4 separate regions of the Mus musculus genome follow, and all the other regions are linked to region 2. Evidence: chromatin contacts called from public Hi-C, HiChIP or PLAC-seq and promoter capture Hi-C data. All regions are on one chromosome and are shown on one strand. The core of a region is the stretch at or near the end of the contact, and the rest is flanking DNA. Distances in the headings are between cores, read along the strand shown.

Region 1 (5,941 bases), core at 639-3,138, 190 kb after region 2:
ACAGAGGAGGCGTACCTCTTCCTGCCTGTGTCTAGGACATTGTTTTTTTAGAGAGCTTTAATGGCGGAGGGAAGACCCTCCCTGAGTGCAGGCAGCATGATCCCACAGGCTGGAGCTCTCTGCTGCATAAAAGAAACAGGAGCTGAGCCCCAACATTTACCTCCCCCTCTGTTTCCTGACTGTGAGTGAAGAGTGACCAGCTGCCTCCAGCTCCAGCTTCCATCATGACCCTCCCCCCACACACACGCACACACGGACTGGCCCATCACACTGTGAACCAACATGACATGTCCCACACTTTTGTTAAGAACTTTGTCACAGCAACAGGAAGGGAACCAACATGTAATTCACTTCACCTTGGGGCCACTGGGTTACCACACAGGGATTCCTCATAGAGAGGAGGAGGCAGAGGACCGCCATGCCGAGAGTTCCTGGAAGGAGCGACCAGGGTGATGAGAGAAAGACTGAGGCCAGAGGAACAAAATGTTAACGCTCAGGAAAAGCCAGAGAACTATGCCTGATTGCCAGAGGAAGGAAGCTTCCAGAAGAAATCACTGCAAAGTAACCAGCCAGCAGACACCTGGTTGCCAAGTGACCCAGGTAGCCTGTCACCTGCAGCCATTGATCCATGCCCATGGGCTCGGGAGGTGACAGGGATGGAGAGATCACACTGCGCCAGCCTCGTGTGCCAGTCACTGCAAGGAATGAAGATGGTGGACAGCTGGTCTCAACAGCAAACCAGCGCAGGGACACTCAGCAGGTTGATGGACAGTTTCTCTCCATCATACCTCTTGATGAAATGCTATCCTGAGCATACTTTCCTGGTTGTGGGTGACAGCCATAATAATAGCCAAAGAGTCACCATTACAGTCTAGACGGATCAGTGGGCCAGATCCTCTAGGAAAGCGGGTGAGGGGCCACCAAACACAGGACGTCCACTCTGAAGAGCCGCCAGAGCTCTGGCTTTGACCCGTACCTGGTATGTGACTTCCCGGTGAAAGGGCCTGAGTGACAGGGACATGCAACCCTGAAAGCAGGTGCCGCTCAGATAATTAAACGATACATTTCACACTTGTGGGGACAAGCAGAGCAAGGGACATAAAAGTGAATCTAACAACAGGTAGGGTTTTATGTTCCGGTTCCATTTCCTGATTGCATCGCTGAAGGAAAAGTCCACAACACAAAACATCGACCACAGGCAACAACAGCAAAACAAACAAACGAAAGTGATGGATACAGGGTCTGTCTCAGAAAGCATTTCCAGAGGGGAGAAAAAAATCAAATAAAATAAAGGCAACCGAGGTCCACAGTTAAGGCCGGCCCGCAGCCACCAGGAAGCTCTGCCACCCAGTGACTCATCCGACATAGCTGAGGTTTTACCACACCTTGTAAGCAGGGAGGCAGCGCGATGCCAGTGCTGGTGAGAAGCCACCATTCCTCCCGGCTCCCTGGTACATCTGACTGCCCTTTTGTCTGGCACCCTGCAGTATCCATATGACCCAGAAGCCCTCAGCTCTAACCTTACCTAGCCACTCGCCTGCTCTGCTCTACTGAGCCAAAGATATAGAATTAATTATCAGTGAGTTTTACAAATAACTCCTCCAGACCCCTCTGTGCCCAGCGGTCAAGTCCCTAGCATGCTGGAAGATGACAAGCACTGGATGTAACCCACTTCCAAGTTGCTTGGGTTACAGTAGCCTTATCCTCCGGCTGGGATCTGATCCTCTATAAAGAGGGTTGTGAAAGGAGGGCCCCAGGATGCAAGTCCCATTGATCTCAGCTCAAGGCCCCGGGCAGCCAGCCAGCTAGCTCACTGGTGCCCAGCCCTTCCTGGTAACCATGCTCACCTGGAACTCAGCTCAAACCTGAGCACGGTTGCCACTACTCCTGAGTCAGCTGCTGCCCCAACACGCCTGGCCTGGCGAGGACCTGGGTATAACACTCCAGGACTCCTGATGCTGCTGTGGCCCACCCTTTGCTCCAGATGTAGTCTGGGGGAGTCAGAGTGTGAGCATGCCCTGGGAGGAGTGAGGAAAAGACCACTGTGGCAGAGACTGCAGCCACCAACTGCCACGCAGGAGGCAGGCAAGCCTATAGGTCCTCTCCTCGGGATCCTCAAGCCAGGGTCAGATGGGTTGCCTCAGCTCCACAGAGACCTTCTCTGCCCCTGATTTCAGCATTCCAATCAATGCTGAAGGTCAGGGTTTGACTGGTGACTTGGGTCCCAGCCAGGGAAGGTCCGGGTCCAAGGGCCATCCTGCGACCTGAAGCTAGGATTGGCTTTCCGTGCTCCCGTTTCCTGTCCTGAGGTCTTGGGCAGCCAACAGTAAGGCTTCATCGAACCAGGTCAGATCAGTCCCCAAACAAAGCTTGGTTGTTGGAGATCTGCTAGAGGCCACTGACAAGCAAGGCTCCTGGGGCCGCCACCCCTCTCTGGTCAGAGTAGCTTGGTGTCATCTTCACTTCGGCTGCAAGCGGACCCGGGCCCAGGGCAGGGTTGGAGAGATAAGGCCAAGAAACTGGGCTGGGAGCAGCCTGCCCCTCAGCCCTCCGGGCCCTGCAGTGCTGTTGCGGAGAGCCACGGGGAGCAGCCAGAATGGAGCCTGAGGCTCAGCAGCACTCAGCAGACACTTCTGGAATAAATGGCTCAGAGCACACGGAAAATTAAAACGGATCAGGAACTCTGGGGAGTCGGGGCCCCTTGCAGCTCAGCATGGCTGTTCTGGCAAACCTGGCCAAAGTTTCTGGAGCCAGAGCAAAGCTATCCCAGAGACCTGCCCACCTGTCACAACTGGCTTTGCTGCTGCCACCAACAACCCTGCAAGCCTGGCTGCCTGACACTATAAGTGCCTTCAACCAGGGCTTAGACTTCTCTTAATTGGGACTTTTGGATCACATGGCCTGTGGCAGAGTCAGGACTCTGAGGTCTCTCTAGGAACCCCTCAGCACAGCAGGGCTGTACTTGCTGTCTTTGCAAGCCCCAAGCAGCTTCACCAGCCTCTGGTCCTGATGACCCCCCCCCCCCATAAATCCCTAAAGCAGTGAAGAGCTGGGATGTTTTCAAGGTAACAGCCCCAACAAACAAGCCTTAGATGGGGCAAGAGTCACCCCTTTCTCTACCCAAGCACCCTTTGAGCCCAGGGTCTCTCTCTTCGGAGCCCTTGACATCCTGAGACTAAGAGATCCACTCAGCATGTACCCTGGGGCCTGGCTCTGTGCTGGTCTGGGCTAGATCTCTCTTATCAAAAACATCTTTAGCAAATTGCAGAGCCCACGCAACACTGCCCACGGACAAACATGCGGAAACCTGGTCGCCTCCAGGTTCAATGCCTGTCTTGGAGCCTCGGGCAGCCTGGGACAGACAGAACCATCTGAGAAGGGCACAGAGGGTTCAGGAGGGAACACACCTTCCATGGTCTTGTTTAGACATCCAAGGGAGGCCTACGGGCACATGGACAGCCCAATGTCTGACTAAGACAGCTGCTCCTGAATGACAACTCTGCCTCTCTGCACCCATCCAGGTGTAAGCAGGTCCCACGGTAGAAGGTGGGCTCTCTCATACTCTTTCTGGTACATTTTACTCAACGCTACGCTGGTAAGACGCTTTGGAGTGGAAAGCTGGGAAGGAGGCAGGGGCAGGCAGGCAGGGTGGATGGCTGTCCATGTCTGAACTTGCCTTCCCACCTCCCCAGTGGTCTGGGAAGGGCTGGTTCCTGACTTGTGCTCAGTCAGCTCTCTTGGGACTAGGGGCCTCAGAATCTGGGCAAGGATGGGACATAGCCATAGACTAACTGCTTGAGGAGGCTGCTTCCTCTCCAGCCCACGTCCCTTAGATACACTAGAGCAAGCAGGCTTGACCATCAGGAGTCTAGAGGTAGCCAGAGCAGGCACTGAGGTATGGAGGGACCAGCGGAGAAAGGAGCTTTTTGTCACCCACACTCACCAGCTCGTGGGTAGCTTACTCAGAAGTGACCTCAGAGGGTGTGCCCCTCACCCTTCCAAAGCCCCCTAGAATGCTGGGTAGGGCTGAAACCCCTCATGCTTTGTATCCCCTAGGACTGAATCCCTGCCTGGTATAGAGCTGGAAAAGCTAGCCACCTGCTTCGAGAGTCTCCTGGAAGCCGCAGGAATCCCAAAATAATTCCAGAACGCACACAGAGATATGCTTGCCCAATTCTGGTGGCTCACAGCTTAGTCCTCCTCCCTGCCCCCCCCCTCCACCCCCCCCCCCCCGCCCCGGCCTCTGCCACTGAAGATTTCCAAGAAAGCCAAGAGCATTGAAGAGAGGTATTCCAGGAGACTCATATGCTGTGAGAAGCCAGCGTTTAGGACCCCAGAAAACAACAGGAGTAGCCTGCAGCTGGCTCCAGCACAAAGGAACCTGCAAACCACGGACATCGTGGGGAGTCAGGGAAGCCCTGGGCCCCCGCAGTGGGAAGCACACAACTTCCTATGGCCCACGGCAGTAATTCCTAGGAGAGCGGCTAGAGAGCTAGAATAGGTACCTCTGGACCTGTTCCTGTAAAAAACACACCGTCACAAACAAGCACCATCCACATTGAACAATGGAATGTGTGGGGTGAAGAACCCCAGTCCCTACAGCAGCTTGGGACTTAATCCCAAGAGCTTCACAGTTCAATGCTCCTGCCCTTAACCACTGAGCCACACGGCTCTAGCTTTCCACTGAAACAAAGGGGAAGACGTGTTTGGGAAGAATCAGGGCTGTGTTAAGCCTGCCAGAGGGTCCCCCAAATGCCCCTGGGGTCCTGCAGCTTCCCTACCTGGTAAGACCCACCTTATTTTCCACTGTGCCAGATCCCTTACTCCCAGAAGGCAGGCACCTCCAAAGTCCCAAGCCCCTCCTCCTGACTGCCCAGAGCACTTGGAGACTGTCTTGCCTCCGAGACAGGGGTGGTAATGAGCTGGTGTCTCACCCATATCTTGCCTCCTCAGTGACAAGGCAAGCTCCTGCAAGCTAAGAGCATGTCCGTCCCTGCGTTGGCGCCCTCTGGCCCGACTATGGGTGCCCACCTCAGGAAGCGTCCTTGGTGCTTGCAGATAAACCGCGCTCCTGGGGTCACTCCAGACTTCTCACCTCCCGTCCTGAGAGGGCCAGGACTGCTCACAGCGGGTCTCTGATCACAGTGTGGCAGCCATTCTGCATATTTCGAGTTCATAAATAGGTCTACAGCGATATTCCCACTCAGTCTATGGGAAAAGCACAAAGCTCTCTGGCTGTCCTTGGGTTTGCAGATGCTGTAGAGATCTTTTGCATTCTTTGCTACTTTGCTGAGTTTCTGGTGGCAATGGGGGCTTAGGGACAATCTAACTTCAGCGAGTGGCCCTACTCAGAATGGGGCTGGCCCCAGGAAACCCGGAGGAAATTGGCATGGAGCTGAACCCCTACCACCCAACCCCGTACAACTGCAGACCCAGCACCCCTTGGTGCATTGCCAGGGAGGGAACAAACTGGATACGGTCCAGGCCCTCCCTGTGGCCCATCCTCCAAGAGCCCTGCCCCTTTAGGTAAACACGGGGAATTGAGGAGCTTGGTTTTACAGGGGCTGTAAGCTGGACGTCCACAGGACCTATCATAGAAAGTTCCATCTTTTTTACGAAAATTTACCTGGTTGAGGTTGGGTGGGTATAGGCAAGATGGCGGAGCATGCACTGGTCCACCCCTACCATGTCCAGGAAGCTCCAGGCTCAGGACCCCCCCCTCCCGCATCCAGTCTTGGGGTGGTGGGGTCTGGGGTTTGTGCAGTAAGCCAGGCACCTGTGAGCTGAAAGGACCTGGCTACCTCAGTGTCCGGATCCACCAGTCAGGAAGTGTGAAGGACCAAGGAGAAGAAAGCACAGCCCTTGGCTGTCCATCCCCGGGCCAGCCAGAGAGGCTGGGAAATGGCCCCAATGCCCGCAACCATTCCAAACATCTGGAGCA
Region 2 (6,403 bases), core at 3,188-5,687:
CCGGTCCCCGTAGGATGCCAGCGGGGGAGGAGCAAGGACTAGTTCCCCCCACCCCCTCACCCCATGGCTTGGTCCCCAGGACGTGACTGGCCGCTCCGCTCAGCTCAGCCGACCGCGGGTCGCGAGCAGGCACCAGGCAGCAGCGGCAAGCCACCGGCCCACTCCACCACTAATTACTTCCCACGATGAACATGTTATTATGTCTTACACTCGAGATAATCAATTTGGAATCGCCACTTTGATGAGTTAATGGGCACTTGGTGGGTGTCATGTGAGAATCTGTGCAAGGACTGGGTTCTATTTTTAACAGCGGCTGATCAGGGTACCAGAGTCAGGATGGGTATAAGCGCCTGTGCTGGGCTCTGCCCTCCCTTCCCCTCTCCTCCTCTCCCCCTCCCATACTCCTCCCTCCCTTTCTTTCCCTCTCTCTTCTCAAAGGTAGTTCCTTCTTTCTCCCCGCTCCCCTTTGCTCTGCTCTGCTCCTCTCTCTCCGAGACACACTGTGACAAGGTTGACATCCCAGATCGAGGCTGCCCTCCATACACACCCAGTACCCAGTAGGCTGATCTGTGGCCAAAGTCTATCAGTGACCACGGACCTGCTTCACCTGGCCCAGGGCTCTTCCTAATTTCCCCAGGTAGCAGCTGGAACTGTGACTTGGTTTCTTCATATGTGGAATCAGAGGTAAAATGTGAACCCCAGGGACATCTGCGGTGTCAGTCCCAGCAGCTGGACCCAGGGTGCGTGAAAAAAAAGTGACCACAGAGAAAGATGAATCACATTCTAAGCTGGTCATAACCAGTAAGACAGATTTCAAAGCTACTGCAGCCTGGGTAATTGTTTTTCCCCCACAAAGAAATACAAAACACTCCACTAGGGAAAGGACAGGATTCTCATGAAAAGGCAGTGGGATTGCGGGATAGCCACCTGTTTTGGTTTTTTGTTGTTGTTGTTGTTGTTGTTTTTGTTTTTGTTTTTGTGTTTTTAAGTAAAAAGCTGGGGCTGGAGCAATGGCTCCACCATTAAGAGTTCAATTCCCAACAACCACACGGTGGCTCACAACCATCCATAATGAGATCTGATACCCTCTTCTGGTGTGTCTGAAGACAGCTACGATTTACTCATATAAATAAAATAAATAAGTAAATCTAGGGGGGGAAAGTGAAAGAGAAAATCCCAATAAAGCCAGTGCTATGTCTCAGTCATTCCTGATTCCAGGTATGACCATAAAGCCGGCGGGTAAGACACAGACCTCAGTGTGTAACCGTAAGCTCTAAAACCGCCAAAGCTTTCTAAGCTATGAACCAAGCTTCAGATTAGGCGTTTGCTCGCTTTGGAGAGTTTAGATTATACATAAAACCCAGACTGTGTGGGTAAATGCTTGTAAACACGTACCTGCTGAAAAACTCTGTCCAGGGTAGGGAAATAATTCTCACAGCCGAGTAAGAAAAGAAGCTGGATACAATGGCTCATACCTGCAATCTCAGCACTTGGAAGGCTGACGCTGAGGCAGGAGGATGGTCAGTTTGGGATATGTATTGATATCTAGGCCAGCCTGGGCTACAGAAGCTAGATTACATTTCTAAAATAATAATAAATTATAATTCAGATTTAAAGTTGGCAAAAGATTTGAAAAGCCGGGCAGTGGTGGTGCATGCCTTTAATCCCAGTACTTGGGAGGCAGAGGCAGGCAGATTATTGAGTTTGAAGCCAGCCTGGTCTACAGAGTGAGTTCCAGGAAAGTCAGAGATACACAGAGAAACCCTGTCTCAAAAAAAAAAAAAAAAAAAAAAAAAAACAAACCAAAAAAACCAAAGAAACATAAACAAAACAAAAAAAAAAAACCCCAAAATTGAAAATACATATTTCATTAAAAAAGAATAATGGTGGCAAAACAAACCTTTGCCCAATGGCATTGGATATTGTGGAAATACACCTAATAAACACCGTTAGAAGCTGGGTAGACTGAGGTCTAGCGCAGGAAGGACTGCTTTGGGTTTGGGGCCAGCCTAAGCTGCATGGGCTAGCCTGGGCCACAGGGTAAGACCCTGTCTCAAAACAACTACAATAGGAGGGGGAAAAACTCACACTGAGATCCACAACAAACCTAGAGGAACAACTAGAAAAGCTGTTACTCTTTATTTTATGTGTATGAGTTGTGTTGTGCGTGACATACATGCAGTGCCCACAGAGGCCAGAAGAGGGCGGAAGATCCCTTGGGCCTGCAGAGTTATCAATGCTTGAGAGCCCAATGTGGTTGCTGGGAATTGAACTCAGAACCATCTGGAAGAGCAGTCAGTGCTCTTAACTGCTAAGCCATCTCTCCAGCCCTTGGTTTGGTTTTTTTAGAGACAGGGTTTCTCTGTGTACCCCAGGCTAGCCTTGAACTCTCTTTGTAGACCAGGCTGCCCTTGAGCTCACAGATTAGCTTGCCTGTGCCTCCCAAGTGCTGGGATCAAAGAAGTGCACCACCACTGCCAAACATTATGTTTTGTTTTGAGTCTCACATAGCCCAGGCTAGCCTCTAGCTTGCTATCTTCATGCCTCAGCCTCCCAAGACATTCCTTCAATGATTTTTCTCATAGTTTTATCATTTGAACTTTCTATACAACTTTTCTTGTCTTCTGTCCAATGTCCAAGCAGGAGGGGGTCATCTCCCCACTCCCACCTCCATGTCCAATTCCTGTGGTCCCTGATGCGTCTGCCTAAGGCTTGGGGACATTCCCAAGATGGTAGTTTCAAGAAGGCATCTTCAATGCCACCATCCTTTTGGACCATCGTTCACGCCTGAGAAACACTCCTTCAGGGAGTATGTGATTGCTGGTAGCTTGGGTGGGACCGTGGAAGGGAGAAAAAAAAAAAAAAAGGACCCAGCACAGCAGGGGAGGTGAGAGAAGAGAAGATCTGAGCTGAGTGTCTGCTGCCGTTTGGGTGGAACTGCCTGCGTGGTGCCCGATGTCCCTTAGAGCAACTTGCCTTGGCCATCTGTCTGCCTGTCCTTGCGCACCTTCCCAGCCCAAGGGCAGAAGGCTGAGGACTGAATGCCAGGCCAGTCCCTACCCCCTTCCACCCCCCCCCCAAGGGACCATCCAAGTCCTTGAAAACATGACCTCCTCATCTGGTCATTGCAAATTAAGATTGGTCCCCAGCCCTCTGACCTCTCAGCAGTTTGACCTGAGATAAATAAAGTGTCCTGTTTGCTTAAGAAACTGACTGCAAAGCCCAGAGGCCCAGACGTGAAACATAGACTGGGAGGGAAGGGCTCTGTTGGGGGCCTGGTGTCTGCCTGAGGCACAGGAGTTGGGAAAGACTGAGCTCCTCCTGGCTTGGGGCTGCCACTTCCTCACCACTTCCTGCCTGTCCTTCAAGTACAGGGAGGGACAGAAGCTCTGCTGCCCAGGAGGACCGATGGATGAGTCTCTACTCACCTGCCCCCACTCTCCTCCCCCACCCCCCACCGTGTGTCACCTGGTCCTTGGGAAGGCGAGACCTGGACATCCTGGAGAACTCTACAACCCTGGGACCATAGACACCTCCCAGATGTGTGAGCCACACCCTTTCTTGTTTAATGAGGTGACCCCCAGCAGGCTCTGTTACCAGGAATTATTTCCAGTTCACTGGTACCGTGAAGCTCAGAGAAGTGAAGTTGCTGGACCAGAGCAGTGTGGTGAGTGTCAGGTCACACACGTCCCCTCCCCTGTCCTGGTGTCCTTTCTGTTGCTGTGATAACAAAGGACTTAGGGAGCTGGAAGCATGGCTCGGTGGTTAAGAAAGCAGACTGCTCTCACAGGGTACCCAGGTTTGGTTCCCTTTGGCTCTCAGGATCCCAGCTCCCACCCAGGTGGCTCACAACCTCTTATGGCTGCAGCTTCACAGAGATCTGGCTTTACAGACACCTGCACTTGCACGCACATATTTGCACACACACACATACATATACACACATAGTTAAAAACTTTAGATCTCTTTTTTTCTAGTTTGAACTTTGATTTTATTTTGAAAGAAAGCACATACTCATTGTTTTTTAAAAGACAGCTCTCATTTTTAAAAATTTTTGGTTGATTTCTTTGTGAGTTTCACATCACGCACCCTAGTCTGACTCATTTCCCCATTCCCTCATATCTTCCCTCTGCCCTTGCAAAAGAAAATAAAAAACCCACACAAGCAAAAGGACTAAGCCTAGGAAACATCTCATCGTGGAAGCTGTGCTGTGTCGCAGTGTGTCCCACAGAAAGTGTCCCTCAGTCCACACATCTTCACTGGCAGATGGCCGTCGCAATGAGTCATTGGTCTGGTTCAAGGTCTCTGGTTTCTGTCACACCGTCAATATTGGATCCTCGCCAGGACTCCTCCCGGTTATCCTGTTGTTGCCCTGTGCCCTGGAGATCCCAAGCTCTGGGTCAGCAGGCCTGGCCCTTTCCCATGCTCCCACGGTTCACAGATGTTGTAGATTTGGGGATGGGTCAAATCAAAGCCCTGAGTCTGGACCTGGGTGGAAGCTGAGCTAGCTGATCAGGCGCTCTCACATCCGCGCCACTAGGGGGCGCTCTCCAGCCCTGTCTGTCTGGGCCACCCAATCCTGCCATCCGCTGGAGGCAAGGTCAGCTCTCTCCTGCTTTCATGCCCTTGGGACCAGTTCATCCGCACCCACACCTTCAGAGCCAGCTTTAAATCCCTTTTTAGTAGTATTTTTTCATGTTTTGCTGGTGTTTGAGGTGCGCCGAGCTGAGCCTTCATGTGGGGGCTGGGAATTGAACCCGGGTCCTTCGCAACAACAAGTGCTCTTAACCCCTGACCCAACTCTCCAGTGCTAACTCTCTTTTTTAAAAGTGGTTTTTAAAACAAACAACGTAGGGGAGAAAGGATTTAGTTTAGCTCACCAGCCTAGGTTATAATTCTTCATTACTGGGCAGTCACAGCAGCAGGAGTTTGAAGCCAGATCCTTCAGTCACACCCGCAAGCCAAAGCAGAGAAACAGCTTGCGTGCCTAGTTCTCAGCTTGCTTTCTTTACCCAAGGAACGGTGCTACCCACCTTCAGGCTGGGTCTTCCCACATCAGCTACAGACGTCAAGACCATCCCGCCACAGACATGTCCACTGGCCACCATGATCTAGCTAATCCCTCACTGAAAACACTCTTCCCAAATTACTCTAGGCTGTGTAGAGTTGACAATTAGAACTGATGTCCCCCGACCTCCCGCGCTGGCTTCTCGTGCTCTGCCCCTCCCCTCATCTCTCTTTCTGTCTCCATCTCTCTTGCTCTCTGTCTCTTTGTCTCTCTGTTTATCTTTCTATCTCTGTCTCTCTGTCTCTGTCTCTCTTGCTGTCTCTCTCTGTCTCCCCCTCCCACACCTCTCTTTTTGTCTGTCTCTCTTTGCAATCAGGTCTCTATAGTCTACAAAGGCCACACTCCAGTCCCTGGGGAGAGGGTCTGAAAACAGGATTCTGTCCCTGGAGCTCTGACTCAAGCCTTCGCTCCCCTGCACCGCGATGTCCACAGCAACTCTCTTGTACTTTTCTTCAAAGATACCTACCTCTCTCAGCAGAGCTCCTATTCAAGGTTCAAATGGGAATCTCTCTGCCTTTAAGGCCCAGTCACAAAGTCTCTGACAGGACACTGTACACCACCCGGTCTGTGGTCAAGAAACTCTGTCTCTGGCTCCTGCCCATCCCAAGCACAGAGAGGGCATCCCGCCCTGGACTCCTGAGCTCCAGTTCTCACTGGAAGAGACCTTCCAGAGCCAGAAGTGGAGGCTTGACAAAACATCTATGCACATCTACACACACACACACACACACACACACACAGAGAGAGAGAGAGAGAGAGAGAGAGAGAGAGAATGTTCTAGACAACCTTAAGCTGCATAGCCACCCTAGTTCTTCCCGATAAAAAGGGGTCCCCAGCCCTTCCAGCCCAACTGCTGCGACCTTGTAGATAAACACCCATAAGCAGAGCAAAGCAGGCCAGAACTGGATCATCTCTTCCTGAGGCTCCCAGCCAGCACCTTACTTAACTCCAGACATCAGCCTTGAGGAAAGGGCTGTGAAGCCTCTGGGCCCTTCCCTACTCACAGCCTCTTCAGCCTGCCCAGTCCTGTCCCTGAGGTTACACCCACCCACTTTACAAGCTCAGGTCCCCTCAGACCAGTTTCCTTCCAGAGTTTGGGGGGGGGGGAGGGTGCTGTTCCTACAGTGAAGCCCCAACCTCCTTCCTTCAAAGTTGTGATCAGGCGCATCTGCTGCTCCAGCCCCTGTACTGTCATCTGTGACTAAATCACCATCTAGAAAGGCTCCTTGCTTTCTGCATATGACTGTACTGCCCACCCTCAGAGGCAGAATCCACAGAGCCCTGGACAGGGACCTGTCATTTTATGTTCCTGGACTTGGTTGCCATGTTCAGTAT
Region 3 (5,969 bases), core at 1,498-3,997, 170 kb before region 2:
CTCTGCCTCCCAAGTGCTGGGGCACCACCGCCCGGCCTGCCTCATGCACTATTAGGGACATGATTTTGCCAGCTGAAGCTGGTTTCTGCAATTGTATGATGATTAGAACTCTGGGGACTTTTCTGGTGGGTTGTTGGAACAATAACAAAAAAAGAAATCTGATATCCTGACTGTGAAGATCAAAACTTGTCCCAAGGAACTTGATGCTCCTAATCAGCAAGAAGTAGTTTGACAATTCTGTCACCCACCTCCCTTTTGACTCCTGACTTTATTCAGGATCTCTTTCCTCTCTTCACTATCCTTGTTTTTTTTCTTAATTTTTTTCTTATCTTATGTTAGGAGGTTGAAAGGATGCAAGAAAAGGGTGGAAGAAAGAATTCACAAAGTAGCCAAAGACAAGCTACAGTGGAAGAAAGGTGTTTGGAAGAAGCACACACACACACCACCACCACCACCACCAACAACAACAACAAAATACAGATAGAAACCCAGCATAGCACAAGGATTTATTTGCACAGCATCTTCATTGTGCTCCGACTGATAAGGAATCCAGACGTGATGTCACAGCTCAGAGTGCAAGCATCATTGCCATTGTATGGGAAACCTGGCCAAAATGTCCCTGGAAAACCAGGAGTTGCCTCCAGGAGAAAGGCCTCTGGGTTGTATTTCAAGTGATGGTTGTGGCTTTGCCTGCTTTGGCTATGTTCAAACATGGCCATGGTTAAACAGGATAAGAGATGAGCAGCAGATATAGGTCTGGAATGGAAGTTGACACAATTCCCTCTGTGATGTTTGTTAGAGTGAAAGAACCTCCCAGGCATGATGCTTGAGGTGGGAGGGGAGCCTTAGACAGAAACAGTACAATAGATGAGAGCTAAACAAATGGGGGTGCTAACAGCAAGGGGGAGGCTCCATTTAGAGCTGAGAAGAACTTAAAGTGTGAGAATCACACAGAGAGAAACTGAGAGAAGATAGAGATAGCTGCTGTGAGTGGGATGGAGAGGCAGAATCTCTTCAGGGAGCAGCCTTCAGAACATCTTTCCCAGCACCCCTCCCAACCCCTGCCACCACCACAAGTCTCTGAACCTAAATCCAAGAACAAAGGCAAGAGCTGACTTTAAATAACCTTTTAGGGCTGGCAGCTAGTAGTCACACTGCATGATTTAGTTCAGCATAGCATTTGGACACAGGACATGGAGGAACCAGGTACCACAAACCTCTTAACTCTGTCCCTGAGAGAGCTGGACTCAGACAGTGGGACCTGGCCTCAAGGTACAGGCCTGTGTTCTGACGGCAGGGGAAGACATGGATCCTGGGGCATAGTTATGGTCACTTTCTGTCTCTCTGTCTGCCTCTCGCTTTCTGTCTCTGTTCCTCTCTCTGGGTCTCTCTCTCAGAGGCCACCTTTCTTCTCCCAGTAAATCTGGAGTGAGTTCTGTTACACGGTGTGATCTTTGCAGCTTTCCTTGGCCTGGATCTGCCAAGGTGTTCTACAGCTAAACCCTAATGCATGGGAGCGCAGTCAGGATACTGTGGATGAAAATGAAAAGCAGTTGTTGAGGCTTGTTTGCTGATGCTTGCTGATGCTTGTTTTGGTCTTTTGCTATTATTGTTATGCTAAGTGCTGGCCCACAAGGCCTGGTCATGCCCAGGGATGAGAGTCCACACGGTGACCCAAGTGACCCATGTAACTTTGACCCCCAAGTTGTCCTCGATTGACAAATAAAGATGCCTACAGCTAGGCGGAAGAGACATAGGTGGAGTTTCTGGTTCCCAGGCTTGGTATCTGAGGAGAGACCATGAGAGGAAGAAGAAAAGAAGGTGGAGAGAGGAGAAGTCACCATTAGGCTGGTGAGCTATGAAAACAGGGCCATGAAGGCTGGACAATTGGAGTTAAGAGCAGCTCGGGTGGCACATGGCAAGTTATACCTCCCGGTTGTAGATAGGGAGGTAGGATAATAGCTTAGAAGATAGATATCTGCCCAGCACTAGTGCATTAAAGGCCCGTGGTAAATAAAAGTAATGTGTCTTTTATCTGGGGACTGAATGATCAAAGGCAGAGTAGAAACCCCCAATTTGAGATTAAATAGATGCTACAACAAGCAAGAATCCAGGGCCTGTGAACAAGTTACCATTGGCATCACCCACTTGTCTTAGTTAGGGTTTTACTGCTATGAGCAGACACCATGACCAAAGCAACTCTTACAGGTTCAGAGGTTCAGTCCATTATCATCAAGGCAGGAACATGGCAGCATCCAGTCAGGCATGGTACAGGAGGAGCTGAGAGTTCTACGTCTTCATCTGAAGGCCTCTAGCAGAATATTGACTTCCAGGCAGCTAGGATGAGGGTCTTAAAGCCCACACCCACAGTGACACACCTACTCCAACAAGGCTACACTTTCTAATAGTGCCATTCCCTGGGCCAAGTATATATAAACCATCACACACACACACACACACACACACACTTTGCAGTGGATGCCTAATGAGCCACGATGGCGTTTGTCTTTCCTCTTCTTTGAACTTCTCCAGAGGTATTGGCAGGGAGACACCGCTTTGAGCCAACACTACCAGTCACTTGGCCTCCCCAATAACAGGGACAGAAGCTGAAAGACTCCACATGCTGAGCACAGGCAGACAGAGAACCAGGAGATGCCGGGCTGGACTGGCGAAGGAGCAGTACATTGCCAAAGTTCACAGGCCTCAGACGCCAGCTCTCCTGGGCCATCGGAGGAGGGCGGAGGATCAGCCCCACTCCCAGAACTGCTTCCTACCCGGCCTAGTAGTGACTCATAGGAAGCTGGAAAGGCACTGACCATTCAGCTCAGGGAATTCATGATGATCCCAGCTGGCTGGCTTGAGGGTTCAGGTTTCTTCAAGAAGGAGGGCTTCACTTGTGGAGAGAGGAAGTGTGACCAACAGGACCCTCACAGCTATGGAGATGACAGGGCAGATTTTCTAATCAGAACCTTGGCTATGTGTCACGGGAGTTGCAGGCCAGGAATCCTGGGTCAGGGTATCTGGGGATGGTCCTACCTCTGAAGTCTGGGGGTTTCTTTCTCCTTTTGGTTCTCGGATGTCCCATCCAGTCCCTACTGGTCCTGCTCCCGAGCCTTCAGAGTAGGAGGCTAATGAAGAGCTGAGGGCCGATGGCCAGGACCCCACCCCAGGAGTCCGCCTGGCCAATCGAATCAGAAGGGTTAAAGAACAAGTCACGAGTCTCCAGAGGCCACTGTTCCCATTTCAATCTTTCCTTTTTGGCTTTTTTGTAAAAACAATGGAAACTCAGGGTGGAGTTTCCTCCTCCAGCTGCTTGGTAGCCCTGAAGTGGGAGGGTTGTGGCTGAGGAGAGTGGACAGGGCTGGTTCTGGAAGGAGGAGCCTGCTCAGGCTGGATAGGGTAGTGTACCTGGCTCCAGGCCTTGTGGCCTGCGCACTCACTGCCTGGCTGTCCAGATGGCCCCGTGTAGCCTAGAGTGTGGTGTTCAGTGTGTGGACGTTTCTGTCTCTCGTGGACCTGGGCTATGATGAGTCTCAGGTCTTGAGACCTGAGACTGGCAGGCTGGGCTTGAGACAGGAGAGTCTTTCTGAGCTAACCTAGTTCATTGGAGTCCTTGTGCCAAGTACTTCTGGGAACTGAATCTAGATGGCTGATGCCCTGTGGCCATCGTAAAGCTGGCTTTTGGCTAATGCTCCCGTAGACAGCCCGTTTCTCACGAGGAAACAGGTAGATACATGGAGTTGCTATAACAGAAGTTCTATTTTATTTGTGCTGAGGGCCATCACACAAGGATCACACTCGAAATTCATAACTATGGTCCTAAGCCTCTCTCTCCAAGACTGCTCACCTGGGCGAAGGTCAGACCCAGCCCCTAACAGAGCGAGGGTCAGGATCCTGGGGCAGACTCTCCAGCTGCAGGGCAAATCAAAGTGTTGTCTCACCAGATGTGCAGAGCAGACCATTGTTCTTGGTCTCTGCTTATGTACTGTCCAGTGGGGTTCTAGGATTGTGTCTGGTTGTCTTGAGTGAGTGATGTTACTGGGTTCTGGTTATTGGGTGATTGGGTGCAGCCCTGGGTACAGTGGGTTCCTGACTAAGCTATTTTTACATGTCTAAAAGGCATTGTTTTGCTATGCTTATTACATGGTTCTTCTGTGGTTGTCTGGGCCATACTGTACATAACTTATGCAAAGCATAGCTCTTAATGATCCTGTTTTCTGCCTTTCATTTTGGCTCAGGGTCTTGCTGTGTAGCCCAGGCTAGCCCCAACTTCCTGAGAACTGGGATTATAGATGTGTCTCCAAACTCAGTCTGATTGTCTTCGGTCTGCCAGAGGACTGGGCTCCAGCAGAGCAGGCTCTTTACCACCCTGGGCTACCTGAGACTCTGAACAACAACAACAACAACAACAACAACAACAACAACAACAACAACAACAAAACCCTTCCACAGACAAGGTAAAGATCAGCTTGTTGGTGGTGGTGGTGGTAGTGGTGGTGGTGGTGTGTGTGTATGAAAGAGAGAGTGAGCCTGTGTGCCTGAGTGCCTATGTGAGTATGTGCTCAGTGTGTGCCCATGTGTGTTTGTGTGAGTGTATATATGTGTGTTTGCCTGTGTATTCCTTTGCGTATGTGCACGCATGTGTGAGTGTGCATGTGTGTATAAGAGTGTGTTTGTGTGTGTGCAAACCCCTCCCTGGGGCCTTACTGGGAACAGATTGAGACCAGCAATAGGAAATGTACAGTTAAGAATAGAGGCACTGAAGGTTGGGAGTCAGAGTTCATGGGTCAAAAGCCCAGGGCTGCTGCCTGGGAGGGGGTGCATCCCAGAGGACACTTGAACCCTAGGCATAATGCCGGGCATGACCCCTCCCTTTCTATTCTCTATGACTCCACTGCCCCGAAGCTCAGGGCCTGACGTCTGGCCTGCTGTACTCTCTTTGCGTTTCTCACTTCTGTGAACAGTTTCGTTGGTCCTTGAGCAGCAGAGGTTCTAGCACAAGGCCCTTGGTATATATGAAGTCCTGGGGTCTGTTTCTCTCCCACCTGCTCCCTACTGTGACAGAGTCACTGAGAGGAGCTGGGAGAGTTCAGTGTCCCACTGAGATGGAGGGGAAACCCAGCCTTTTAAAGGACAGAAAACTAAGGCCCAAGAAGGATGGTCAGCCATGGTCACGCGCCCCCCTCAAATCTCACCCCGTTCAAGATGGAGGACAGAGTGGTAATTCAGGGCACAAGGCTCACATGTCATATTTCCCCATACACCACTGTGGCTCAGTGAGGGAGATGACAACACAAACCCATATATACCACACTCACACATGTACACACCACAATGTACTCATGTACATATGTGTGCACACACACATGCACATCACACATACACTCACACACATGGGCACCACACTCACATACACTCACACACATGGGCACCACACTCACTCATGAATACCACATTTACGTTCATACACAGGCATACCACACTCACATACATTCTCTCTCTCTCTCTCTCTCTCTCTCTCTCTCTCACACACACACACACACACACACACACACTCGCATACCCATTCCTGACACAGTGCTTGAGATAGAGGTGGAAACTTCCAGAATCTTTGGGTCTCCAGAGCCCAGAAGGAGGCTCTGGCAGCTTCTGGATGCCCCCAAAGCCTCCAGGCTGTGCGCTTTGTTTTTATTAGGGGAAGATCTCAATTAAAATAATTACAGTTGAAAAAAAATGCAGAAGACAGAGGAAAGGTGGGGGCGCGTTAAGTGTGTTGCACATACTCAAGAGAGCCCAGGTGAACTCTCACCCCTCCCAAACCTCTATTAGCATCTCACTAATTACCACATTCCCATTGTTTTGAAAAGGAAGGGAGTCCTTACCCGGAAGATGGTGCCACACACTGCACAGTGGGCCAGCCACGGGCACAGCAGCAACCTTTTAATCAAGTCACTGGGGGGTTAGATGGT
Region 4 (6,822 bases), core at 2,676-5,175, 150 kb after region 2:
ACCCAGCATGGAACACGCCATGGGGACCCACAGTACTGAGCGACTCTGCCAACATTCGAACTGGATAAAGGAACCCAGGGTGGGAAGTTCCCTGGAGGATACAAAGGCAGCAGCTGTATAGGAAGGGACAGGGGACTGTCCAGGTGATGTCAGTGTTCCATGTTGTGGCTGCAGTTGGAACACACGGTGCATTTACCTGTAAAAAATCACAGGATGGCATGCACAGCATCCAGGAGACACAGAAATGTGGAGAGAGAACCACAGTGGCTAACGATCCATGAGCAGAGGGAGGAGAGGTCATGAGTACTGGTACCTGCAACTTATTAAAACTGCCTCAGTCACCCGGCATGGTGGCACTTGTCTTTGACATCACCCTTTGGGAGATGGAGGTAGAAGGATTAGAAGTTCAAGGCCAACTTTAGCTACAGGAGATTGAGGGTTGCCTGGGCTACATGAGACTCCGTCTCAAAGACAAATTAATTAGTCAACCAAATATGTCTGAGGAGAGCCTGATTGCTGGTGGACAGATGCACACCTAACAAGGAACACTCACGGTAGGGTCCAGCAGGTGGGTGTGTGGGCAGGGTTTCACCGTCTGTCTTCTTGTTTGAAATGTTTTCAGAAAGTTAGAAAATTGGGGCCTGAGCTAGTAAAGAAGTTCTATTGCCTACTGAATGGGCACCTGGGTTCAATCCCAGTGCCATGTAAAAGCTAGGTATGGCTGAACATGCATGTGTATACAGCCACACACACACACACACACACACACACACACACACTCACACACACAAGTCATTTTTGAAAACCAAGGTAATAAACAATACCGGAAGACAACGTTGACCTCCACGCCCGCTCACTGACCACACACACACACACACACACACACACACACACACACACACACACAAGTGGGCTGGAAAAACTTGAGAGATTGAAACACTTCAAACAAAACCTAGGAAAATACAGTACAGAAAGAGTCAGGGGGCACCAGCCTCCTCCCCCGGGTGCCATAGGCTGGGATTGGAATTCAGTGGCTCCTTCTTATTATTTCCTGAGGGTCTCCTCTTGCCGCTTCCCTCCCCTTCAGCCTAATCAAGTTGTACTGGCAGCTCTGCAGCAGCATGCAGCCCTTCTGCAGAGCCAAGGAAAGCAATACCCAAGTACATGGGCTTTTAAGAGCTTGCACCGCCCCCTGCTGGACAAAAAGATCCCTGCAGCTGCCTCTCTATTTCCTGCAAGTAGAGAGTTAGCCCTTGCTGGGCCACCAACACCCTGCAAATAGACAGTGTTGATCAATAGGCTTTGCCTGTCTATAGAACACACCCACCACGTCCACAGTGACTATCCAGGTCCTTGAGGATGGTCCTTGCCCACCAACACAGGTCACAAACGCAGACCAAGGCTACCCTCTCCAGGCAGGACACCAATCCCCAACCCTTTCTCGCCACCTTGGGCTGGGACACCAGGCAGAACCCTGAATCTGTAAGGTATACCTTCTTCTTCTTCTTCTTCTTCTTCTTCTTCTTCTTCTTCTTCTTCTTCTTCTTCTTCTTCTTCTTCTTCTTCTTCTTCTTTTTGTTTGCATGAATGTCTGTGCATGGTGTGTGTCTGTCTGGTACCCTCAGAAGCCAGGAGGAATCATTAGAGTTACAGATGGTTGTGAGCTGCCATGTGGGTGCTGGGGATGAAAACTGGGTCCCCTGCAAGAGCCTTAACTGCTGAGCCATCTCTCAGGTCCTGGAGTACTCTCTTCATTATTGATAGCTATGTCCTGTGACATACACCACACATGTCAACACACACGTGGCTGGGAGCCCTGAACTGGAGAGACCGTCGCCTAGGACACCGGCTGGCCTTATCCAAGTCCAGACTGAGGGCTTCCCAGGATGAGCATGGGGCAAACAGAACAGAGTCAGAGGCCATTTCTTTCCCACCCATTTCCACAGCACCCCTCTCCACTCACACCCTCCTTGGCTCTAACGTCAGAGCCTTTGTTTTTGAGGTCCTCTCTGCCCATGGCTTTTGAACTGTTGGTTTTCTCTGGCTGTTCAAGCCCCCAAGTCAGTCCACCCCTCAGTTGTAGGAGCTTCTAATAACTCCCCATAAACACACACCACCGCAGCCTGGGGAGCTCGGTCAGCAATGTCTTGCAAACAGGATGACCCGAGTTCAAAATCTCAGAACCCTGGTAAAGAGCCTGGTATGGTGACGTGTGCAGTTTCAGCCCAGGTGGGTCCTCAGAGCTCGATGGCCACCTGGCCTACACAACAAGCTCCAGGCTGTTAAGCGACTCTGTCTCAAAACATGTGGTGGGTGGTGCCTGAAGAACAATAGCCAAGGCTGTCCACTGGCTTCTACATGTGCGCACACACACACATACAGACACCACATCTCCTGCTCAAACCCATGTGACAGGCAATGCTGAAGGAATCAAGTGGCCAGGTGGTGTGCTATTCTCCACTCTTCATTGTAAGCTTCAAACCCAGGCGGGTGCTGTGAGGGTAACAACTGTCCACGGAGCAGGAGAAAGTACCGACAGGATAGATCAAATAAGGATCTAATAACCAGCATATATAAAGAGCTCCCTCAACTCAATAACAAAGCAACTTGACTCAAAAATGGGCAGAGCCTGGTGTGAAGGCACACACCTGTAATCCCAGCACTTGATAGGCGGAGGCAGGACCATCAGGGGTTCAAGGCCACCTCAACTATTACTAGTCTTATAACCAGCCCAACACCAGCTACACAGGGAGAATGGTGTCCCCCACAAACGCCTACCACCCCAGACTCTTACTCTGGTACTCTCACACCCCATATCCCCATACCCCTACCACCCCATACGTCTATCCCCCCCCAACACAGAGAGCAGTGTCTGGGAGAAAAGGCTCTTGGGCAAGCTATATGGCTCAACTGGTAAAGGTGCTTGTCACTAAGCCTGATGACGTGAATTCTGTTTCTGCACCCAAATGATGGAAACAGAGAACAGATTTCTTCAAGTTGTCCTCTGACCTCCACACGTGTCAGGGCAAATGTACACAAACACAGATAGACTCTTTTTTTTTTTTTTCTTGAAAGGAAAAAAAAAAAAGGAAAGGCTTTTTGTGGATAGAATGTGGTGGCTTAAGTTGTGATCATCCCAGCTGCCCAGAGGCCTTAAATATCCTCATTTTTAGAAAGGCAGAGGGAGATCTGAGAGAAGCCGGTCACGAGACAGCAGAGGCAGAAGCCAAGAAAGCCGACGCTGCTGGAGCCACCAGGAGCTGGGAAAGCATTGGGCCAAGAGCTGCTTGGAGCTTCAGAAGGAGCTAGCCCTGCCCAGCTCGTTCTGCTTCTGATTTCTGACCTGCAGAGCTAAGCAAAGTCACAGCAATCCATCAGTCACAGCTGGAGCCCGCCAGAGGCTCTGCGGCCAGCCCAGAGGTGGGAGATGAGAGGACTGAATGGGGCAGTGAGCCTCCAGAGAGCCCCGGTTGTCTGCCTGCCCCGTGGCAGAGAAGACCTGGGACCCTGGTGTCTCACTACACAAACCAGACCCCAGCCAGGAGCATACATCCAATGCCAGGGCAGTTGGACCCTTGCAGAGAGCCATGTGTGGATTCCTTACTGGGCAGTGTCTCCCATGATCCCTGTCTGTGACTGCCCCATTGGCCTAGCCTTTCTCACCCTCCCTGTCCTCTCCTTGTCCCCTGGCTGAGTAGAAAGCTCCCTTTTAGAGAGTCAGCCTCTCTCTCTCTCTCTCTCTCTCTCTCTCTTTCTCCCCACCCCGTGCTGAAACACAAGCGCTTGGAACAAGATAAAACTGCTTAATTTCTAAGAGCCACAAAGCCAATCCAGAAGACTGAAAAGAGAAACCACGCCGACCCTTGGCTGAGAACGCAGCATCCCGTGCCTCTGGGGCCTGTCTCTGCTCAGTGACTCATGCCAGCCCTGCTGAGGAGCCTGAAGCATTTGCCTGGGGAAATCTCTGAGAGGACCCCGGGCCAGCCCCACAAGGTGGGAGGGGGAGCGGAAAGGAAAAGAAAGGACAGGGCAGAGCTAAGGATGCCCACTCAAGCCCTGAACCTCTTCCCTGCGGCTAGAAGGTCCCATGGCCCCAACCAGGGCAAGACCACACCCTTGACCACACCTCCTGGGCAGCAGGGCTGGACCGGCTTCAGCCACCAGTCCTTGGGGCATCCAGCCAGCCAGGTCTCCATCCACTGGAGTGCCCTGGCCCACAGCCTCCCAGCGTGGAAGCAGGGATGGAAGGAGGCAGCTTTCATAGCATCTGACACTGAGACAGAATGGCAGGATACAGCACAGCCAGCTGGAAACGGGGAGCCAGCCAAGTGCACACCAAAACCTCAGAAGCCCACCAAGGGGAGGGACTCAGTCTCACTCTACAGATAAGGAAACTGAGGGCAAGCCACAAAGTAATCTGCTCAAGGCCACCCTGCAGGGACAGGGCAAGAGCCTGACTTCCCCGGGGACTGGGGTTAGGATTAGGGCTCCAACTGACCCTAATTAATCAACTGGGTGAAGACCAGGCTGGAGGAGGGGTGGGGGTTTTCCTCTTCTGTCCTAGTCTGGCCATTTACGGCTGAGTTTTGGTTAAGAAAACTTTTGTAAAAATACATCCAAATGAAGGGTTCCTAGAGCGACAGTCATGCCTAGCATGGTGGCCTGTGCCCAGATCCAGTTACTCAGGAGGCTGAAGTAGGGTAATCCTGAGTTTGAGATCAACCAGGGACACATAGCAAGACGACACCTCAAAATGAAAAAAAGAAAATGTAAATGTCGGGGAGAACTGCAACTGTACAGCACCTCCAGGCACAACTGAGGCCCTGGATTCCATTCACAGCCCCCCCAAAAAAAAAGAGGGGGAGGGGAGGACTGGTCTTTGGCCGTGACCCATCCTAAGAGAAGGCACCACGTGAGGATGTAGCTCACTGGTAGAGTGTATGGCCCTGGCACAGTACCCTGGTCCATTCCCAGCATCACATAAACCTGCGGCAGGTTTGTAATCCCAGCAACCTGACCATAGAGGCAGCAGGATTGGGAGTTCAATACCATCCAGGACTACACAGTGAAATTGGGGCCAGGTAACCTGCCTCAAAACAAACAAAAGGAGAAGGTCTCGCTCTGGTCCGGTGCTGCGCTGTCCTTGGCTAAGGGCACCAGTGAGGGTCGGGTGGTGAAGGCCAGGATCCAGGGCTCTCAAAGGCTGCTTTGTTCTCTGGTCAGCCTGTGAATCTCCAAGCTTCCACCCTTGAGTCTCAAGGGAACCACCTCTCCCTCATGCGAGCCTCTCAAATACCCTGCTGTCACCTACCTGGGCTGGGCCCTGTCATGCACAGAATGAAGGCTGGGCTGGACACATGTGTGGCTTAGTGGTTGAGGAGGCCCTGAACCCAAAACCCAGTACAGCCGCACAGACAAGTGCAGGCCCCTGTCAGCCAGCCGCTAACACAACTGTCATTTTACAGCTGGTCACGAGGAGGTGGCAGGGCCAGGCTTCCTGGGGGTGGGGTGAGGATACATCACCACCTGTGCAGGCCTCGGAAGCAGCTGCTAGTGTCCCCTGCCATGTTGCCTCTACAAACTGGGCAGAAAACCTCGCCTATCTACTAATCATGCTGATCACAAGCAGGTTTCCCTCCCGGGTTTCGTGCTGTGCCCGACAGGATCACAGGACACACTGCTGTCAGCAAGACACCAGGTGGCCACCTCTCAGTGAAGGCCTGGCCAGCATCAGAATTGCAGTAATCCCAGGGTTGGTGGTGACAGGTCATCCCTCAGATGGGACCTGAGATGTGTCTTCTTCCTTCCCTTTGGCTTCTCAGGGACCTCTCTGTGCATGCACTCAGAGGTAACCAATACCCCGGTGCCAATGACACTTTGGGGTGGGGTTCAGTCTCATCATGAGCACAGGACAACACAAATCCGGAGTACGAGTTACATCTCTAAAATCCGCCCCCATACTCTCCTGCAGCCCCTGACTCAGATGACACTCAAGGCAGAAGGGGCAGTAATGACCTCAGACATTGATGGTCCCAGCAGGAACTGGGAAATTTAACCTGGGAACAACTTGACCAGGGTGGCTAAGGAAAGGAGATGCCTTTCCCTGAACTGTTCACACCCCTGCTGGGTCTATATTGGGTCTAAGGGGGCTGCAGGAGTACGTGGTTGCATGTGCACTCATGCACACTGCACTCTGGCCCAAGAACACACACACACACACACACACACGAGGGTGCACACGTGTGCATACACCTCCTCCAAGCACTGGGAGACACCACCTCTATAATCAGCAGCCCGGGAGGCCCAGCAAGGCTATTTCAGGAGGAGACCAAGGCCAGATGATAGATAAACAAGCTTGCTTTGGCCCTGTGCAGAGTCCATCCCCACTATCCACCCTTCCAGCGTCTCTGAATTCACAGCGATCACAGACAGAAAAGTGGCACACCGGAAAATGAAAGAGAAACAGCTCGGCAGAAGGGGCCCAGTTTAAATAAAAGCCAGACCCGGCTGGGCTTCGAGTGGGGAAGCCACATTCCAGCTCACCAATGTGGAATAGTCAGCAGGAAAAGAAAGAAAGAAAGAAAGAAAGAAAGAAAGAAAGAAAGAAAGAAAGAAAGAAAGAAAGAAAGAAAGAAAGAAAGAAAGGAAAGAAAGAAAGAAAGAAAGAAAGAAAGAAAGAAAGAAAGAAAGAAAGATTTCTGTAAAAGTTGTTAAACGTGACCTTGGGTGCTCACTTCCCAAAGCCGCAGTATGGCCACACCATTTGGACTGGGGTCCTGGTCAGGGATGGGGTACCCGGGACGTGGAGGGCTGTGGCCTACC

Evidence for each region. Hi-C and Micro-C count contacts between places; a contact is called where the count stands out from the background. HiChIP or PLAC-seq counts read pairs in DNA pulled down with a chosen protein or histone mark. Capture Hi-C pulls out chosen DNA fragments and counts their contacts.
Region 1: an HNF4G HiChIP or PLAC-seq map of pancreatic cancer cells shows a contact between it and region 2. The contact joins two enhancer-like sites. A contact is called at or near these places in 1 of 15 datasets of contacts at CTCF or cohesin (large pre-B cells), 1 of 484 Hi-C or Micro-C datasets (bone marrow-derived macrophages), 4 of 115 datasets of contacts at active chromatin or transcription factors (embryonic stem cells, pancreatic cancer cells and stem cell-derived neural progenitor cells) and 3 of 9 other capture datasets (adipose tissue, embryonic stem cells and liver).
Region 3: a contact with region 2 is called in a Hi-C map of uterus. The contact joins two enhancer-like sites. A contact is called at or near these places in 1 of 39 promoter capture datasets (cranial neural crest), 1 of 15 datasets of contacts at CTCF or cohesin (the NIH/3T3 cell line), 9 of 484 Hi-C or Micro-C datasets (cerebral cortex, cortical neurons, embryonic stem cells and 3 more) and 11 of 115 datasets of contacts at active chromatin or transcription factors (craniofacial prominence, embryonic basal ganglia, embryonic forebrain and 8 more).
Region 4: a contact with region 2 is called in a promoter capture Hi-C map of adipose tissue. The contact joins two enhancer-like sites. A contact is called at or near these places in 3 of 15 datasets of contacts at CTCF or cohesin (the G1E-ER4 cell line, the NIH/3T3 cell line and embryonic stem cells), 9 of 484 Hi-C or Micro-C datasets (bone marrow-derived macrophages, cerebral cortex, embryonic stem cells and 2 more), 10 of 115 datasets of contacts at active chromatin or transcription factors (CD8 T cells, bone marrow-derived macrophages, craniofacial prominence and 5 more) and 4 of 9 other capture datasets (adipose tissue, embryonic stem cells, liver and 1 more).

What each region holds. Positions count from the first base shown.
Region 1 is chr11:117,201,103-117,207,043 of GRCm38.p6, reverse strand. It overlaps a transcript of Septin9 not described here. Among named protein-coding and RNA genes, the nearest start is that of Gm39478, 62 kb to the left of the region's middle. Within about 2 kb of position 1,888, at least 58 of the 459 cell types and tissues checked have an H3K27ac peak or open chromatin away from gene starts, as enhancers often do. A contact at or near this core is called in pancreatic cancer cells, where this site is marked.
Region 2 is chr11:117,388,250-117,394,652 of GRCm38.p6, reverse strand. No RefSeq gene overlaps it. Among named protein-coding and RNA genes, the nearest start is that of Gm34128, 20 kb to the left of the region's middle. Within about 2 kb of position 4,437, at least 41 of the 459 cell types and tissues checked have an H3K27ac peak or open chromatin away from gene starts, as enhancers often do. A contact at or near this core is called in adipose tissue, heart atrium, pancreatic cancer cells and 2 more, where this site is marked.
Region 3 is chr11:117,555,004-117,560,972 of GRCm38.p6, reverse strand. The region is part of intron 1 of Gm51933 (a long non-coding RNA gene); the gene reads left to right. Among named protein-coding and RNA genes, the nearest start is that of Gm51933, 11 kb to the left of the region's middle. Within about 2 kb of position 2,747, at least 63 of the 459 cell types and tissues checked have an H3K27ac peak or open chromatin away from gene starts, as enhancers often do. A contact at or near this core is called in heart atrium and uterus, where this site is marked.
Region 4 is chr11:117,232,719-117,239,540 of GRCm38.p6, reverse strand. It overlaps a transcript of Septin9 not described here. Among named protein-coding and RNA genes, the nearest start is that of Gm39478, 30 kb to the left of the region's middle. Within about 2 kb of position 3,925, at least 80 of the 459 cell types and tissues checked have an H3K27ac peak or open chromatin away from gene starts, as enhancers often do. A contact at or near this core is called in adipose tissue, pancreatic cancer cells and trophoblast stem cells, where this site is marked.